Linked DNA regions of Macaca mulatta: region 1 is linked to region 2. The links are chromatin contacts, called in public Hi-C maps. All regions are on one chromosome and are shown on one strand. Each heading gives the region's core, a stretch centred on a gene start, on an enhancer-like site or on the middle of the called end of the contact. The rest is flanking DNA. Distances are from core to core; before and after follow the strand shown. Region 1 holds the start of C20H16orf46 (chromosome 20 C16orf46 homolog). Region 2 holds the start of ATMIN (ATM interactor).

What was found. Hi-C and Micro-C count contacts between places; a contact is called where the count stands out from the background.
Region 1: a contact with region 2 is called in a Hi-C map of fetal cortex germinal zone, with 2.4 times the contacts expected there. The contact joins the promoter of C20H16orf46 here to the promoter of ATMIN in region 2. A contact is called at or near these places in 3 of 14 Hi-C or Micro-C datasets (CD4 T cells, cortical neurons and fetal cortex germinal zone).

The regions. Positions count from the first base shown.
Region 1 is chr20:76,463,172-76,466,089 of T2T-MMU8v2.0, forward strand. C20H16orf46 (chromosome 20 C16orf46 homolog) reads right to left here and starts at 1,601. Exons shown (of 2, transcript XR_013412237.1): 1 at 1,501-1,601.
Region 2 is chr20:76,424,552-76,427,371 of T2T-MMU8v2.0, forward strand. ATMIN (ATM interactor) reads left to right here and starts at 1,389. Exons shown (of 5, transcript XM_077986946.1): 1 at 1,389-1,420; 2 at 1,500-1,750. The coding sequence starts at 1,721. All of the region lies in intron 1 of C20H16orf46 (chromosome 20 C16orf46 homolog), which reads right to left.

The sequences.
Region 1 (2,918 bases), core at 351-2,850, 39 kb after region 2:
GGCCGAGGCCAGTGGATCACTTGATGTCAGGAGTTCAAGACCAGCCTGGCTAATATGATGAAACCCCATCTCTACTGAAAATACAAAAATTAGCCAGGAATGGTGGCTCATCCCTGTAGTCCCAGCTACTCTGGAGGCAGAGGCAGAAGAATCGCTTGAACGTGAGAGGCGGAGGTTGCAGTGAGCCGAGATCGCACCACTACACTCCAGCTTGGCTAACAGGGTGAGACTGTCTCAAAAAAAAAAAAAAAATTCTGAAATGTCACCTCCAAACGAGTAGTGGCTACCTAGAGCGTTGTATTGAGAAGGATCTTACGATTTGACTACAGCAGGAAAAATTTCTGGGGTTGATTAATTATGTCTACCAGAAAATAAAGAGTGCCACATGTTTGCCAGTCTGTCTATACAATCAGATTACAAATATCTTACTGTAGATTCCTATACCTGGTTGACAGATTCCTAATTCACTAAGGGCGGGGAAATGTTGATGGACCAGAAGAAACCAAGGCCCAGGGTATTAAGTCAAACAAAACTGTTTATATCAAAAGCAGATAGATGGAAATCTTTCAAAACTCCTTATCAGCTTGCCCCAGCTTCTTATTGGCTCTGCACTGTGCCACACACCCTCATCTTCCTAGAAGCTATAGATTTAAAGGAATCTTAAATTCCAACCAGAGAAAGATGAGTTTCTGGCAGCCTCATTTGGAGTTTGAATGAACATTCCTGTGGGTCAGGTCTTTAACGACCTATGTTGAATGAAGGAATAATCATTAGAAATACTGTTAGCCATGGTGGAAGTTAAGTTTCTTAATACAAGACCAATCTTCACTTGTATGAACCAGTTAAATAGGTCCTGAAGACTGACCTGGGCATCCTGATCATGAACAACATAGTTTCTACAGGAAAATGAGGTGGGAGTCGCATTTAGAAACACACTGGAAGAAACCGAAACTTTGTCTCAAAGTTAAGCACCTGCGCCACCCAATTTGCACAATTTGTTTATATTTTCAAGAGCATAAATTTTATCCTCCTTGTTAATTATATATGCCTTCTGCTTATTATATGCCTACAGGTCACAGGAACCTCAAGTATTTCACAGAATGATGCCAAGGAGCGCAGTTTCTACACCATCCCTCCGGATCAGACCACATCTATTCCAATCCCAGTCTCAAACACTTCCCCTTTTTCAACTCCCATTAATGAATTCACTAAGTACCTAGCACTGAGAATAAAAAATTAAAGCAGCACCCGTCTTCTCTGCTCTTACACAGCTTACAGCCCACAGCAAAGCACAAGTCAGCAAACTCACGCGCTCCACCTGCCACCCCTAAAACCCAGGCTCATCACGCTCGGCTCCACCTCTTCATCTAGCTCCGCCCCTTCCTGCAGGCCCCACCCCTTTCCCATCAGGCTCCTCCCCTCATTCCATGAGCCTTTTTTCCTCATTCCATGAGCCTTTTTTCCTCATCCAGCTCTTCCCCTTCCTCCGCCAGTTCCTACCGTGCCACAAAGACGCCAGCCCTTCTTTCAAGCTATCCCATTCAGAAAAGCATTCTCGATTGTCCTTTCGAACTCATCCCTGTCCTCCGTCTACCCGCCCTTAAAGGGATCCGCCCTTAAGGGTCCGCCCCCAACGGCTCCTCCTCAGTCCCCGCCCACCGCCCCAGATCCCGCCCCCTCCCCAGGCCCCGTCCGCTTTGGGGCAGCCCCAGCCCTTAGTGCCTCTGCCTTTCGATTCCCCGCGTCAGAGGGTCGCTTCCTTTCGAACAAGGCAGGGCCTCTCGCTCTGTCGCCTTTGGAGTGGTCCGGGGCCTTGCCCCAGGGATGGAGAAATGGCCGCTCACACCCACCTGTGGGGCCGAGCGGATGGAAGGCCTCGCGACAGCTAGTCCCGGCCCGTGGGCGAGGGCGACTCAGGTCGCTGCCTGCCCGGCCGTTGCCCTGAGTTACGGCCACGCTGGGGGCGGGACCGCGGCGGAAGTGACGTAGCCCAACAAAGCTAAGCACAGGCGGGGCGGCTCGTGGCACCTCCTACCCGCTCTGGAAGCTGCCGCCGGAAGGGCCAACGTATGAGGGTCTGAGAAGGTGGAGGTGGAGGCCTACCCGGGCCCTCGGGCCGGCGAGTTCCGTGGGAGCGCCCTTTTGCCTGCTAGGATGTTTAGTAGATGCCAGGGTCTCCCTCGGCTCCCTGAGGAACCGCCGTGCGCGTTTCCCATGGACACACTTCACAGGCCCAGAACGTCACGGGAGGACGCGTTGTGAACCTCAAAGAGCCCACTTACGTGACAGCGCCGGGCCGACGGACACTCGCTGAACTTCTGGCCCGGAGCAGCACAGCTCTGAAGTGGGCACTGGCATCTTTTATACAAATAAAGGAAAGTGGCCCCACGTCCCTAAAACAACAGCTTGCTGAAGAGAGATCGCAAGGCATCCTTCACTCCAGCTCGGGTCTGACTCCAAAGCCCTCTGCTTTAGAAAGTGTGACTACTTCTGCTGTAGAAAACCGGTATCTAGGCCGGGCGCGGTGGCTCATGCCTGAAATTCCAGCACTTTGGGAGGCCGAGGCGGGTGTATCACCTGAGGTCAGGAGTTCGAGACCAGCCTGGACAACATAGCGAAACCCTGTCTACTAAAAATACAAAAATTAGCCGGGTGTGGTGGCGAGCACCTGTAATCCCAGCTACTTGGGAGCCTGAGGCAGGAGAATGGCTTGAACCCGGGCGGCGGAGGTTGCAGTGAATTGAGAGCATACCACTGCACTCCAGCCTGGAGAGCAAAACTCAGTCTCAAAAAAAAAAAAAAAAATCGGTATCTGAGTTCTCTAGCACCGTGATTGCTCCAGTGAGACGGATTCATATATAATTCTATTCCAATTTTTTTCATACGTGTAAGCTTAGGTACCTTGTCCACATAAATAG
Region 2 (2,820 bases), core at 139-2,638:
TCCAATGACCAGTCCCATCCTAAAGCTACCTAGGGACTGCAAGTCATCAGTCAACTAATTAGCGTAAAAAAGACACTTATCAGTTTGCTGATTCCAAGGATTTTAGGAGTTGCATGCCAGGACAAAGACCAAATATATACTTCACATTATCACAGTTATCTTGCAAGGCAAAGGCACTTGGCAGTTGGAGAAATTATCCTGGATTATTTGAATGGGCCCAATGTCATCACAAGGGGCCTCAAGAATAGAAGAGTCGGATCACTACTGAAGAAATCAGAGTGATGTGATGTGACGAAGACTCAACTCACAGTTACTGATTCTGGAGATGGAGGAAGGGGCCATAAGCCAAGGAATGTAGGCAACCTCTAGAAGCTGGGAAAGGCAAGTGAACAGATTCTCCCCTGGAGCCTCCAGAAGAAATACAGCCCTGTTGACACCTTGATCTTAGCCCAGCAGACTCATTTCTTCTGACCTCCAGAGCTGGAAGATAATAAATTTGTGTTAAGGCAATAAGCATATGGTAATTTGTTAATAGCAAGAGAAAACGAATATAGCTGCTAGTATGTAAAAGCTGGAAGTTTTCACATAAAACTCTAGCCATGCCAAAGATGAGTGGCAGCTGCCCCCTTTTAATAAAGGATGTGTTTCCAATTTCACTGCAGTCCTCACCCCTCCCTTTTGTCTACCCCAGCCTCCTATGTCCATTTACATGACCTACCTAGTCTAAGTATTTAAGTTTTGGAATCATATACTGAACTACAGTGTCTCCCAAACAGTAATCCTAATTTCAGCAACTAAAATAGAAGCAAGCAAATCCTGCTTCCCTAAAATGATTAACCCCATCAATTATAACAATCCTTTCATCTGTATAGTGTGGTCTAGGTCAAGTTAATTTATATAAGCCTAAATGTCATTCTCTGCACACGGTGGGGCAAGTTACAGTACATACCCGCTACAGTCGTTTTGAAGACAAAATGAGACACAGCATGAGAAGTGTATCCACTAGACCTCCCTGGTACCCAGCAAGGCCTAGGTAAAAACGGCGGAAATTACTGTACTTCTGCCTCACCTGCCACTAGATATTTGGGTTGTTTCTAATCTTTGGGAAGTAAACGCATTGCTCAACGTATTGATTTTTCTTTTATCTGACTACTGCCTGAAGCCACGTTCCTAGGAAGAATGGATCGATTAGAGGGGCGGGGCAATACCTTTTACCTGCTGGCAGGTGAAATTTCGCCCCCTGGCGGCCTCACCTAAAGTCCTCTCCATCCAAGGCGCGCCCTCCGCAGCCGGCAGGAGGCGCCGCGGCCTCCTGGGCCCGCCGGATGCTAATGAGCCTGGCGGCCCCGCCCCCTGCCGGAAGTGGCTGCGGCGGGGGCGGGGCCTGCAAGCTGGGCCCCGCGTCCGTGCGGGAACCATGGCGGCCTCGGAGGCGGCGGCGGCGGGGTCAGCGGCTCTGGCGGCGGGTGCCCGGGCCGTCCCGGTGGCCACGAGAGGAGCCGCCGCCGCCGCCTCGGGCCCGTGGGTGCCCCCGGGACCCCGACTGAGGGGCAGCCGGCCGCGGCCCGCGGGGGCGACGCAGCAGCCCGCGGCCCCCGCGCCGCCGGCTGGGGAGCTGATCCAGCCGTCGGTGAGTGAGCTGTCCCGGGCCGTGCGGACCAACATCCTGTGCACCGTGCGCGGCTGCGGCAAGATCCTGCCCAACAGCCCCGCGCTCAACATGCACCTGGTCAAGAGCCACCGCCTGCAGGTGAGCCCGACGCGGCCGGCGGCCGGCGGCCCGGGCAGCTGGGCCTGGCTCCAACAAAGCGCCCGGCGCCGGCGCGCGAACCCGGCCTCGGGGGGACGAGCGCCCTGCGCGCCGCCGCTGCCCCGCCGGCGTCTGCCCGCCCCGGCCGGAGGCGGCTGTCGAACCCTCGCGACTGGCCCCGCAGGTGCGGCCTCTGGCGGGGAGGAGGAGCCGGGAGCCCCGGGTCTGCCACACGCGCCGGTTCCCTGGCCCCGAGGGTTGTGCCGGGCGCCGGCCCAGGCATTTTACACGTTTTTGCCCGTGACTTCTCACTGCAGTTTGGCGACGGACGCGTCGTCTCCATTATATTAATGAGAAACAGATTATGCAACAACCTAGGTGATGCGGGGCTTTAAACCGGGGCCTCTGGTTCTGAAGCCCTGTGCTTGCCACCACACCCACAATTCCGCCCTTAGGTGCTGCCCAGTGGACTGTATGTGCCAAAATAACTAGAAGAGAGGGTTTTAAATGTTCTTACCACCAAGAGACAATACGTTTGAGGTCAAGGACACGTTAAATACTCAGACTTGATCACTGTGCAATGTGTATGTGCATCCATGCTGCACACTGCGCCCCATCAGTAGGAATGATTACTGTGTGTCGATTAAGAATAAAAAAATGTTTTAAAGGGGCGGTAGGTTTGCCTCTAAACACCATCGGTCAGTTTCACGGTGTTGGTAAGATCAGCTCAGGATTGAGACCTAAGGGAAATTGCCCCTGTGGCTCTTCTCTAAGAGGGGGACACAGTAAATACACCATGACAATAGTCTGAACAACCCTCCATGTTATGCAAAACGGGGCTGTAATTTTCAACCCCGGGACACATCTGTGACAAGCTTATTAAAAATCCAGATGTCCAACCCCACCCCAGACCTATTAAGTCATAATCTCTCAGTCATTACAATGGCAAGTTTCCTTCCACCACTCCAGGCCAGCAGTGACGTAATTCAAAAGCGCAAGTCATTGAAAGCAGTTCTGCGAATATGTAGCTTTTGATGATCAGGAGTAAATTTAGAGTACCCAGAGTATTG